2 separate regions of the Mus musculus genome follow, and region 1 is linked to region 2. Evidence: chromatin contacts called from public HiCAR-type data. All regions are on one chromosome and are shown on one strand. Each heading gives the region's core, a stretch centred on a gene start, on an enhancer-like site or on the middle of the called end of the contact. The rest is flanking DNA. Distances are from core to core; before and after follow the strand shown. Region 1 holds the start of Sinhcaf (SIN3-HDAC complex associated factor). Region 2 holds the start of Med21 (mediator complex subunit 21).

Region 1 (6,254 bases), core at 407-2,906, 2.3 Mb before region 2:
TACCTAAGGACAAAGATGTCAATTAAAGTTCACTATAAGCCCCCAAACTCCTTTTAGGTCAAATGCAAAAACTGTAAGGTATTTTAACTTGCAATAAACCAATAGGAAAATTTAAAAATTCAAGTATATTTTATAAGCAGTTACTAAGAATCCATCATGTGGTGAGCATTGTTTTAGGTGCCTGAATACAAACATAAGGGAAAAATCTTTGCCTTTAAGAGTTGTATTTTAGTGACAGTTGTCAGGTTTATTTATTTTACTCCTTTACAGGAAGAGTGTTACAGAACTTTAAAAAAAAAAAACGTTGAGGTCTTCACAAGTAGGTTTAAACTGTGTTTTAGGAATTGGCTATTGAATTAAAGTAGCATTTCAGAAATATTTGTTTGAATCTGCATACAGCAAAAGCAGTGAATCTTGTCTTTTTTTTTTTTGTTTGTTTTTATAGTTGGTTTCCATACTTTGCAGCAAAGGACCAGTATCAAGTTTTGGTGAAAAAACATTCTCTTTCCTACCTATCCTCCCAGGATCACTGAACCAGGTGTTATGGGTCGCTGGGCTTAAGGAGTATCACAATTATATTTTCATTTCTTACTTTTTCATCTGAAAAGTTACTTAAGCGTCTTCCTCCTTTTTCCTCCCTCCTCATTGTCTGGAACCTCCCTATTCTTTGTTTTCTCTAGATTACTCCCTTTCTTCTACAATCACCTCCCTTTTAGGTTTTCTTTAGAAACATTTTGATGTTCGATTATCGTATATTCCACAAGGAATAGTGTGTATTTTGCTTCCACTTTCTCCCCTCACAAGTGGTTTTTCTGGGCAGAGGAGCTCTTCACGGCTGGAGGATTTGTGTGTTTTCAGAAAGTGGCACCATTCCCACGGTAATTACCACCATGAAATTCGCAGAGGCTTGAAAACTTCAGTTCAAGTGAGCAAAGCAAAACCACTCAGTTATGGGTTGGGTCATGTTTGAGAGGGACAAGACGGAATTACTGAATGGACCATTTCAAAATGCGACTTTATTAAACAATTTATCATCAAAGCCCCAAAGAACGAAAACTCTGTTGGAGAATTGAAATTTTAATTTGTGTGTGCATGTGGTGCGCGGGGCGAATTTGCAGAAGTTGGTTATTGCCTTCAGGTGATCAGACTTGAAAGTACCAGTTGAGCAGTCTCACAAGCCAGGCAGGCCCTGAAAGACAAAATGTAAAGCTCACCTTCAAACAGAGTTTAGGAAAGGCAGGAACAAGTACAAACTGAGTGGTTCCACGACAACTTTCTCTGCCACCTCAAGCCAGAAACTGGGCATAGGTGCGCGAATGCTGCAAAAGCAGCTTCCAGAACTTTCCAAGCTCAGTAGCTTCCTAAGGGGTGCCATTCGGTGAGGACAACGCTCACCTTTACACCTTTCGCGTCCTGCCACGCCCCCGCGTCGCCTCCTTTTCCCCCGGGGGCTGGGGAGGGCGTTTGTTTACGTGACGTTGCGGAGTAGGCAGGACCCGCCCCCGTCCCCGCGGGCCGCCGCGTTTCCCGCGCCTCGCCGCTTCTCCCCTTAAAAGGACAATAGAGGCCGCGGGAACGCGCGCGGACGCCCTGCCCTCTCCCCGCCCAGCCCGCGGCGCGCACGCGCCCGTATGCAAATCAGCTCGATTCAAGAGAATTTGGTCCCGGGAGCCGCGCCTGCGCAGAGGGAAAGCGGAATCTATACCTCCGTTCGCGGTAGCAACTGAAGAACTGCTGGAGACAATCTTTCTGGACTCGGCGCTGGCGGAGGGAGTGCTTGCAGGAGGTTGGCCTGGTGCAGTTTGCACCGTGGGGACGCTGCTGCGCGTGGAAGGTGAGTGATTCTAGTCCGGACATCGGTGCAAAACTGTCTCCGAGGTTTTGTTTTCTGTGATTTTTTTTTTTTCTTTCCTCCCTTTACCTCCCCCGCCTCCTCCGTCCTTCCCATACACAAACACACAGGAAGTTTTGTCTTGGAGATGGCATTGCGGGGAGCGCTGCCCTCGTGCTCTCCGGACTCCAGATTCTTTTGTACAGAGGCGTTGGAGATGCGCTTCTTAATTGAGGAGGATATTTGAGGTAAACCGAAAGTCAGGGTGTGGGGAAAGTGAGTGCAGCGTGGAAACGAACGAGCTGCGGCGGACTTGCATCCACGCTGAAAGTGACAATGACTTTTCTAGGTCGTAGTGTTTCCTGCAGACCCGGAGAGCAGGGTCGGGGTCGCAGATCCCGTGTGGGCTCTGCTCTGGCCAGGGGCTTGGGCTCCGCGTGCACCCGCGTGTTGCGCTACCCCGGCGCTCGCGACGGTGTTTGCACGCGGGTGAACAACAAAGCCGGAGCTCGGAAACTAACTTGCCAGTTCCTGGAGCCGGCGGCCACACAGGCTGAAGGCAGCTGGTGAGGGCCAGCGCCGGGATGGCGCGACGCACGCGGCGTGGCGTTGTTGGAGAAGTCCGCAGGGACGCGGCTGCGACAATGAGCGCGCAGCACGCGGTCTTTGCACTCGGCCGGTGCCGAGTGGTCTCTGCAGCCCAAAGTTCGCTGTCCGTCTGGTCACCTGTAGCGTGGGTGCGGGCGACACGGGAGGGGTGGCCGTGGCCCGCGGCACCAAACAGTGCGGATGAAGGCGGCGGCGCGGTCCGCTGCTTGAGGCACCCAACTCTTTTTTTTTTTTTTTTTTTCCCTTTTTGTTGTGTGTGCTTCACCTGACAAGCCACGTGCTTAGGGCCGCGACCGTGCTACATCTCAGTGTCCAGCTCGGAGTGAGCCGCGGGCTGCGGTCGCCGTCGGGGCTGTCGGGAGCAGGACAATGTGATTTCCTGGTGATGGCGTCTTGCCAGTTTCCAAAGCACAGCGAAAGTCGCCAACTCGCAGCATATGCACGGCGGCGGGGACCTCTGGGCGTTTCTCATCCGGGACTCCGCAAAAGTTTGGCCCCAGGGACCAGTGGCTCAGGATACCCGAGCTCGCGTGGGTCCCCGGGCGCGGGTCCGGGTCGCCCCGACGTCGCCGATGCCGCCGGACAACAAAGGGCCGCGTGTGCCCGAGCGGCGCGGGCCGGGCGGGGCGCGGGGCGGCTTTTGTCCCTTAGGTCCTCTCGGAAACTTCAGCGGCGGCTCAGCGAGGCTGTGTCCGTGGGGGCGCCTCGGCCTGCGGGTCACCCATGCGGAGCGACGGAGCGCTGCTCGGCGGGACGCACGCGTGGCCGGGGCTCCGAGGCACGGGAGGCCGCGTCTGGGAGGTCCGTGCATCCGCCTTTGAAGTGGAACTGTTGCCATGTTTGAATTACGTCAGGCCGAGCGTGCGGAGCGGCCCGGGAGCAGAGGCGCGGCCTTCGGGCGGCGCCGGCGGGGCGCGGGCCGTTGTTCCAGCGCAGGTGAGGGCGGCGGATGGCGCGTGGTGCCCGGGGACCCCGGAGCGCTGGGCTCCCTCCAGGAGTGGAGCTCCGCGCCCTACCCAGGACCTCCGACTACACGCGGGGAAGTTTCGGGGCGCCGGCTCTTGCCCCTCTTGGAAGTGGAGACTGAGGAACTGGGGGTGCGTGCAGCCTTTGTGTGTTTACACGTGGGGCGACCGGCGAGGCGCAGGGCAGGTTGGGTTGGGCGGCTTTTAAGACGGAGCAGTTCTGGTAACCAGCACCCCAGTCCGCCTCTTGTTATTTTTCTTCTCACCTTTCCTTATTGCAGGTGAAGAATGACTACGAGCCAGACGTGCACCGTGTCCCCCCTCCCCCTCCATGTTAGGAGTTCGTTTCAAGTAGGCTCTTGGTCTTCTCTTAATGCTTTCTAAAGAAGGATCCGGCAACTTTTTTAGTGAGAGGTGGACGTAAAACTTGTTTCTAGCAGTGTCCGGAAAACATCTGCTTTTGAACTGAAGTTTGTCAGACTTGAAAATCATTTTAATGGTTTTTGTGCTGCAAAACTGAACGCGAAAGTCTGGGGTTCGTTTTTTGAGTCCCCGCAAAGCATAAATGCATTTAAAGTATTCTGAGGATGTTTTGTGTTTTGACCTTAAAGTATGCAGGACTCAGATAAATCTTAGATAACCTTGAGAACTGCTGCATCTGGGGAGTAGGGCCTTTCCGAGATAAAGGATGCTGGGAGAAGTTGCCAGTGTAGGGAGCCCTTGCTAGTTTCACAATTCCTGGGAACTGGGACTGACCTTCTACTTACCCTCTTACACTTTTTTCAAGCTAACTTTTTGGTATGTGGCTCCAGGCATAGCTCAAAAATTATGCTCGTTTGACACATGGATGCTTCTTTGGTATTTGGGGTTTGCTTGCAGTCTAGACATCCAGCCCAGCAACACCATATCTGTTGCGACTTTCACAATTAATCCTGTGTTTCAGTTAGCTTGTTTTCATCTAGATGTGGCCTTGACTGGGAAATAATAATTTTTGAAGTGAATAGAGAGTGTGTCAAGAAAATTAAAAACCTTGGATATTACAACCTTGGCTTTCCTTTGGGTGACTCCAGGGACATGTGAAAATAACATGAGGTACTTTGCAAACATTGTTTTGTTTTTAAGTAGACTACTTACTGCAAGACTTCAGCTTCCTAGGAAAGTCTATACACACATGTAGAACTAAATGATTCTGTTATTATCAAATGATGTTTCTAAGAGAGATTTGAATGAGTTAAGAGAGAAAGAAAAGCAAGGTCTTCACTGCCTTCTTTTATTTTTGTGGGTGGCTGGAGATTTTAAAGAACATCTGTGTGTGTGTATCTTCATATATGAGGCCAGGTGACTATTGGGGATAGTCACCTCAACCACATGAATTTAGGGATCAAATTCAGGTAGGTGGTCAGGCTTCATTGGCTGAGTCATCTTGCCAGCCCTGTTTTAAATGCCCACCCTCAAAACTTGCTATGCTTGTTTTGAACCCCATGATATAGCACCTGTTAGATAAGTGTTGTACCACTGAGCTGCCTCCACAGGTATAAAATGCCACCCCCCTCCCCAAGACAGGGGTTCCATTGTAGCCTTGGTTGTCCTACAAATCACTTTTTAGACCAGACTGGTCTTGAATTTGGAGATCCACCTGCCTCTGCCTCTGCCTTCCAAATGCTTGGGATTAAAGGCCCATGCCACTGCCAGCCAACTAAAATAAACTTTTAAATGGGAAAATATTTTTCTCTTGTTTTGATCTCTCTTTCTCTCTCTGAAGATTAATTAATGTGTGTTGGCATTTTGCCTTTATGTATGTCTGTGTGAGGGTGCCAGATCCCCTGGAACTGGAATTGTGAGCTGCCATGTGGGTGCTGGGAATAGAACCAGGGTCCTGAAGAACAGCTATCAATCTTAACTGCTGAGCCATTCCTCCAGCCTCAATGGGAAAAAATCTGAAGCCAACTTCTTAAGGCTGCTTTGAGGACAATTAATTTCCTATGCCAAGCTTTAGAAATATGTCCTTTGGGGTTGCTTGCTGCTCTTCCTAAAATCTTGATAATGGGATCCCAGCACTCATGCCAGGTGTTCCATAACCACCTGTAAGCTGCAGAAGACCAAACGCCCTCTCCTGGCCTCTTTGGGCACTCTGACACTTGTGCACACACCTACATTGACATACATACAGGTAATTAAAAATAAAAGAAGAGCCGAGCATGGTGGTGCACGCCTTTAATCCCAGCAGAGGCAGGTGGATTTCTGAGTTCGAGGCCAGCCTGGTCTACAAAGTGAGTTTCAGGACAGCCAGGGCTACACAGAGAAACCCTGTCTTGAAAAAACCAAAAAAATAAATAAATAAATAAATAAATAAATAAATAAATAAAAATAAAAGAAATCTTTTTAAGGTTTGAACTATTTCCTAAGTACCTAAAAACAATTCTTTAAAAGAAATCATTTTCCCTTTCTCCGGAGATGATAAGACAAGACTGACTGACTGGGAAGAACGGTAACACAATTCTCAAGCCATACTTAATTGTTCAGAATGCTTAGTGTGACACCTGTAAAAGGGGCCTGCAAGCAAGTGGGATGGGTCTCTGAGTTTGAGTCAGCCAGGGTTTCACAGAGGGACCCCATCTCAAAAGAAAGAATGCCTCCGGTGGGAAGCTGCAATTCTTTTGATTCACTTTGATAATGGTAGTAATACCTAATTTCACAGGGTTGAAAACGACTGAAATGTGAAAGTAAGTGGCTGCTGTCCTCAGGGTTGGGAAGTGGACATCTTACAGAAGATAACACTGAGACGAGGGTCAGTTGCTTTGCCCAGAGAAACAGTGAATGCTGAATGAAAAGAGTGAGTGAGTGTGTTG
Region 2 (7,001 bases), core at 3,174-5,673:
CCTCATACACATTAAAAAGAAGAAGAAAAAGACTCCTGCAAATCATAACTCAACAGATCCTAAGATACCAAAGAAAAATGACTGTTGCAAGAGTCTGTTCTTTTCTTCTTCAGTGTGGGTTCTAAGTTAGATCTGGTGGCAAGTGTCTTTACTTAACTGAGCTGAGCCACTTTGCCAGCCTCCTAAACCATTTTATATCTTAATTTTATTTATTTATGTGTATGGGTGTTTTGCCTGTGGGTATACATGTGGACCATGAGTATTCAGTGCCCACAGAGGTCATCAGATCATCTGGGACGATATTTTAGATGGTTGTGAATCACTATGTGGATGCTGGGAGCTAAACCAGATCCTCTGAAAGAACAGCCAAGCTCTTAACTGCTGAGCCATTTCTCCAGCCCCATATGCTAATTTTAAAAACTAATACCACCAAACAAATAAAATAAGGGTTAGGTAGGTGTTATGTAAGCACAAGAACACAAATTTGGTTCCCCTGCACGCACAACTGAGACCCTAAATTCTTGCTGGTCAGCTAATCTAGTTGAAAACATGAGCTTTTGGCTCATTGAGAGACCTTGTTATTCATAAATAAATAAATAAATAAGGAAACGTAATCTTAGACAACTCTGGTCTCTACATAAATGTACCCAGGTTAAGTGCACCTGCATATACCACAGACACACACAGACACACATACACGCTTAAAACCACACACAAACACTCATACACAAAGTTGTTTGCATAGCATACATGAAGCCCTGGGTTTGATCCATAGCACTGATGGTGGTAGTAAACACCTGTAATCCCAGGATCGGGAGGCAGGAGGATAAGAATTTCAAGGATACCCTCAGAATTGTGTTTGAGGACAACCTAGGGTACATGAGAACCTGTCTCAATCAAAGAAAAAAACAAACAAGAGTAATCTTCCTTTTGTTTTTGTAAGTATTGAGCTACATATGCCAAAACTTATTCCAAACAAAATAAGTACTCCCCTGCCCCAACCCCCAAAGACAGTGTTTCTCTGTGTAGCCCTGGCTGTTCTGAACTCTGCTCAGGCTGACCAGGCTGGGTTCAACTCAGAGATCCTCCTGTATCTGCCTCCCAGGTGCTGGGATTAAAAGTGTGCATTACCACCACTTGGCTAAAAATAAGAATTTTAAAAGGTAGTCTGAGATTGAGAAAATCTGCTGGCAAATATATCTACCAATGCTAACAACAAAAATGTAACGTACAAAGCGCATGATTTCTTTTCTGTGAACAAAGCAGTTGCCAAGTATAAAGAAATAGTGAGAGGGTTAAGGATACAGCTCAGTTGATAGATGCTAGCCTAGCATACATGATTCTTGTTAAGTATAGTTTGTTTTGTTTTGTTTTGTTTTTCGAGACAGGGTTTTTCTGTGTAGCCCTGGCTGTCCTGGAACTCACTCTGTAGACCTGGCTGGCCTTGAACTCAGAAATCCACCTGCCTCTGCCTCCCAAGTGCTGGGATTAAAGGCGTGCGCCACCACTGCCCGGCATGATTCTTGAATTAGATCCCCAGTACTGAACAAAAATTTAGGAGTAACAGCATATACATGTAACCCAATGATCAGATGGAGGCAAGGAAGAGCAGTTCAAGGTCGCCATCCTCAACTATGTAAGGGAGTTTGAGGCCAGTTTGTACTACATGAAAAACAAAAATTTTTTTAAACTGTAAATTATCAGAAATGTATTCTTCAAGATTCAAGTTGTAACCTTGTTGCTTAAATTTGTTTGTTTTTGGGGCATGATGGATCTCAGCATAAGAGAGGCAGAGACAGAGGCACTCAGATCTGTCAGTTTGAGGCCATCCTGGAGTATGTGGACAGTTCTAGGCCAGCCAGAGTTACATAAGATTCTGCCTCAAAAGAAGCAAAACTAAAAAGCATTGCATTTAAGTAATTTGAGAATATAAGTTCACACCATTCACAAACTAAACATATGTTCTCACTAGTCCTAACCCCTGAAGCCTCATTTAGTATTTCCAATCAATAAACATTTCTATTGTTTTGCTGTCATTATTTCAATGTAAAATTCTGAATTGTCATTGAAAAGCTAACCTGGTTGGCTTTCTAAGTTGCAGTGTTCTATTTAGCAGCACTGTCATAAGAAAGAAAAATATAAATGAAGCTTACTCAATACAGCAGCTAGTGTTCTGTCTTGTAAATTCATTCAAGACCCATTATTAATCTGTTCAAAAATATTTATTGAAAAACCAACTCCATGACAAGTACTGTATATATTATAGAAATGAACATGGAGTTTCCAGATGGCAGAACAAATGTTAATATTGCTCTGTGTTCCAATCTACTTTAGCTCTTAAGAGCTGAAAACAATCCACTGTAACTCCCTAGCCACATATGGGGTTTGTTTGCATCATCTAAAAGTCTCTTGAGTTTATGACATCTTTCTAAGCTCCTAGAATAGTTCTTTGTAAACACATTCCCTGTAGACACAGTAGGCATACATATTAACTCAATTATCAGTACTCCTAAGACTATATCGTATCCTTAACATCCTAACTATAGGACCTACATGAATATGCATACTTAGGAGATGAGCTTCTACACAGCATTATTAAGATTTGTAAAACCAAAAAAATTTAAATTAAAACAAGAAAGACTTGTAAAATTACAAAAGTATTTTCTTGGGAGAGGTTGGCTGGCAGCCCAGGGAATCTTTGCAAAACAGAATGTACCTTGGTGACTTCATCAACATTTAAGAGATAGCCCCTCAACTTTAAAACTACTTTATTTACACAGAATAGACTAGTCTTCCCACTAGTAGATACACAATTTCAATGTACTCTCAAAAATGATGAATTACCAAGAAGCCTTGTTATAACATTCCTGTTTAAAAAACACTGTCCAGAGAACTAGGTATTTAGATTTTTTTTTTCAGCAGGCATATACTGTGTAGGCTCTTCTACATCAAACTACAACCAGAATGACACTAAGAGATTTTAATTACCAATGGAAAACTGTTGCACTATTTTTGTTGTTGTTGTTTTGGTTTGGTTTTTTTTTTTCGAGACAGGGTTTCTCTGTGTAGCCCTGGCTCTCCTGGAACTCACTCTGTAGACCAGGTGGCCTTGAATTCAGAAATCCGCCTGCCTCTGCCTCCCAAGTGCTGGGATTACAGGAATTAAAGATGTGGGTCACCATTCCAGGCTCAGTATTTAGTTTTCCATTCATGTACAATTAAGCCAGAATAACAGCCAGAGGCGACAAAGTTAGAGAAGCTAGCAGTTTTCAGGAGCTTTTGTTGTAGATTTTGATTACTGGGCTGTTTTTTTTTTTTGTTTTTAACGCCAATCTGGTCTCCACAGTGTGCAGGTCAGCCAGAGCTACACAGTGAGACCATCTCAAAACAAAACAAAAATCCCTCTTGTGTACATTCACTGTTCTGTGGTACTGTGCTGTAAGAGCTTCACTCCACCTATAAGAGCCTCTTAGGGAAGATCGTAAAGCAGACTTAAACAAATGCAAAGAAACGGAGAGGCCAGGATCTGGCCTCTTCTAGACGTTACTCTCCAACCATTGGTGCTGGAGTCGCCAAGAGCGGAGGGAGGAGTGAAGGCCTACAGAAAGCAAGGCAAGCTCACGCCCTGGTCACTCATACACCAACCTACAAACACTCAACACTTTGTTGTGGTCTTTTGTGTTTTGTTTTCTGAGATGGGCTATCAAACTGGAGCTCAGGCTGGCCCGGAGCTCGCTGCAATCCTCCTGTCTCAGCCTCAGAGGTGGAATCACAGGAGAAATCCGTTTGGCAGGTTGAAATTGAAACGCGAGGGAGGGATACACACAAAAGTGCTTAGGCGTGTGCTGCCCCACAAAGGAAGTTCTAGAAGCATCCCTGGAACTTGAGTACTCGCTTCCTGGCTACCTGGCCGCAGACCTTGAGTCTCCTCAGGAGAGGCCGTCGTCGGGTCCCCTCCTTATTAGCGGCCACTCGTTCCCTTCCTCAAGTTCGCACCTCACCAGAGGCCCCGGGTCCCATGGCTCTCAGGAGAGACTGGCAGGTCCCACATCCTCTCAGGAGAGACCCCCGGGTCCCACCTCCCTTAGGAGAGACTGGCGGCTCCGACCTCCCCTCAGGACAGGCCCCCGGGTCCCGCCTCCCCTCAGGACAAGCCGCCCGGCCCGGTCTCCCCTCAGGACAGGCCCGTCTCCTCAGACCCCGCCCTGTGGACTACGTGAGACCCAGGCCTCACGGGGTGCGCCGCCCGCGGCGACCTCAATCTGCGCGCTCCCCGGGGCCTTGCCTCGCCCCTTCCTCCTCTCTCCGCGTCAGGAAAGCAAGGCTGGCGAGCAGAGGAAAGCCCTCACCGAGTTCACAGCGTCCTGCAGCTGAGTGAGTCTATCCGCCATGTTCACCACGCACGCAAGGGTGCGCAAAAGCTGCTAGAGCGCGAGCGATTGGCCAATTTATGACGCCTCCGGACCAATCACAGGCCTTCCTCCTTGAGGGGCGTGGTTAAGGAAGCATGCTGCCGGGGAGGGGCGGGGCCAGCCTGCGGGCCTGCTGACGTCAGGCGGGTGGGATCCAGGGCTGGTGTGGGGGAGGAGGGACGCGTGCAGGCTGAGCTGCTACGGGTTCGCGTTTACGCTGGACCGAGCCTGTGAAGGGAAGGTGCTTCCTCCATTCTGTCTGTTAGCTCTGACGAGGCTATGCCTCACGGTGTAGTCCTGGCTGGCCTGGAATGTGTTTTGTTTGTGAGGGGTTTTGTTTTTGTTCGTTCGTTTCTTTGTTTTGTTTATCTGGAACACTTGTTTTCCTTTGCTTTTACTTTGCAGGTATACCACAAAGCATACTCGCAGCCCGCCATTCACAACATTTAAATTCGAGAAATTAACATTCTCCAGGAAATCAAAATGGCTAGAAAAGGGTGGCTAATTAGTTTGGGGCAGGAGGTGCTTACCCAACTGGAGACTAGATTAGTGCTTTAATTCTGAGTGGGAGTGCCTGGGGGAAATGGAAAGCATTAAACAGCTCTGTGATGAGGAACGGGTGATAAGTAAAGTGAAAAGGAGGAAGAAGAGCATTTGAAGGTAGGAGGTGCAAACTCTGTAGACCAGGCTGGCCTCGAACGCAGAAATCTGCCTGCCTCTGCCTTCCAAGTGCTGGGATTAAAGGTGTGCGCCACCACGCCCGGTCTAGGCAGGTTCGATCTTAAGAAAGATCAGCTTCAGAATGTAAATTTAGAACTGGGGCTTCCTGACAGTTTTCCGTGTGAAGGGTGATAGCAGAAAGGTCATTTCTGTTAGCCTGGGGATATTCTGATGGGAAGTGAGTCCTGAATCTGCAAATACCTGGTTTGTGGAACTCAGACAAACTGTTTATCATAGTTTCCAAGATGATCATTTCTGGAGTTGGAGGTGGGTGGGTATGTGAGCCTGTTTTTTGTTGCTACAACTGAATAGCACAGACAAGCAATTACAAAGAACGTTTACTCCCTACAGTGTTCTGGAGGCTGGGAAGTCCACTATCAAGGTGGACTGTCATCGTGAGAGAGCCTTCTTGGTGAATCCTAACAGAGGAGGACATAACAGATGAGGAGGTTGGGAGGTATCCACCAGAGAAGACTCCTCAGATGTGGTTTAAGCCAACAGATAGTCATGATTAGCCAGCCATCGACTATACTGGGTATTCAGGATCCCAGCCTTCCTCAGGGTGAACTTTCTAGCACAAAATTCGTATCTTGAGTTGACATGACTCAGTTAACAAAAATAGTTGGGTAGAAGTGTAACTACAGAAACCAAAAAGCAAGGTTAGTACATTTACAGACTTTCCCAGAACTATGGACTTTGATATGGACTTTTATTTTCGTTTTGGCAGGTGGTGCTGCCTACATCCTCAGTTTTATGATACTTCATCGTAGAGTAAGTTGTGCTAAAATCCGGGCCTGTTACAAGGCAGGGCAAGAGAGCACACGTCAATCACATTATAGCCCATCAACATGAATGGGCCCTTAAGGGGACCTGAAGATCCCAGTCACTTTCCAAAGGTCTCAAATCCTAGTAACACATGACTTTGGGATTTAAAATTCTAGTAGATGGAATGGCATTTTGAAATCGAGGAAATAATTTTGAGGATCTCAGCTTCTGGGATATTTTTTCCCACTCGTCTATAGGAAGTTCCACTTGTGTTTCACATCTGTCTTCATTTCCACCAACAGTGTACTTTACCACTGTGGTCAAACTGGGAACCTCCACAGGTCTTGCACTTCCTCTTACAAATGAAATTGACAGTTAGGTTTGGTAGCACTTGCCTTTAATCCCGGTACTTGTATCTCTGAGTTTGAGACTAGCCTATTCTATACATCACGTTCCAGGGCAGCCAGAGCTACATAGTGAGACCATGTCTAAAAAAACCCCAAAAATCTGGATGGGTTAGTGCACATCTTGCACACAGACATACACACAGACAAAACTCCCCTATATAAAATAAATTTAAAAAATTTCTCTACACAAAAGCAAAAAAATAAAAGAGCAGACAGAAAAGAATGAAAACATTTTAAAATTATTTATTGTGTGTGTGCATTATGTTTGTGTGTGTGATATGTATGTGTGTATATGTCACAACGTGCATGTGAAGGTCGTAGAACATTGTAGAATTGTTCTCTATTATAGGTGAGTCTTAGGGATTGGACTTGGGTTGTCAGGCTTGTTCTGCAAACACCTTTACATGCTGAGCACCCGTGCCATCTTGGTTAAACACTTCTGAAAGAACACTTAAAACAGATGGTTACTGATAGGCTGCAACTTATCCCACTTGGTAAAGAGTCTGAGGTTGCCAGCCCCATAGAAGAGAGCTGCCTGAAGTACAGGAGCCACCTCAAGACATCCTATGCTGCAATGGGGCCTCCTCAAGACAACCCATGCTGCAATGGGGCCTCCTCAAGACATCCCATGCTGCAATGGGGCCTCCTCAAGACATCCCATGCTGCAATGGGGCCTCCTCAAGACAACCCATGCTGC

Evidence for each region. HiCAR-type assays count read pairs that join an accessible place to other places.
Region 1: a HiCAR-type map of astrocytes shows a contact between it and region 2, with 6 times the contacts expected there. The contact joins the promoter of Sinhcaf here to the promoter of Med21 in region 2. A contact is called at or near these places in 2 of 39 promoter capture datasets (frontonasal cranial neural crest and pre-B cells), 2 of 115 datasets of contacts at active chromatin or transcription factors (astrocytes and extraembryonic endoderm stem cells) and 1 of 9 other capture datasets (liver).

Annotation. Positions count from the first base shown.
Region 1 is chr6:148,941,872-148,948,125 of GRCm38.p6, reverse strand. Sinhcaf (SIN3-HDAC complex associated factor) reads left to right here and starts at 1,656. Exons shown (of 6, transcript NM_019643.4): 1 at 1,656-1,834. It overlaps 3010003L21Rik (RIKEN cDNA 3010003L21 gene), which reads right to left and starts at 3,269. Exons shown (of 2, transcript NR_144294.1): 1 at 1,706-3,269; 2 at 997-1,189. RefSeq lists a cis regulatory region at 1,472-1,478 and an enhancer at 1,459-1,493.
Region 2 is chr6:146,640,001-146,647,001 of GRCm38.p6, reverse strand. It overlaps Med21 (mediator complex subunit 21), which reads right to left and starts at 4,423. Exons shown (of 4, transcript NM_025315.3): 1 at 4,350-4,423. The coding sequence starts at 4,391.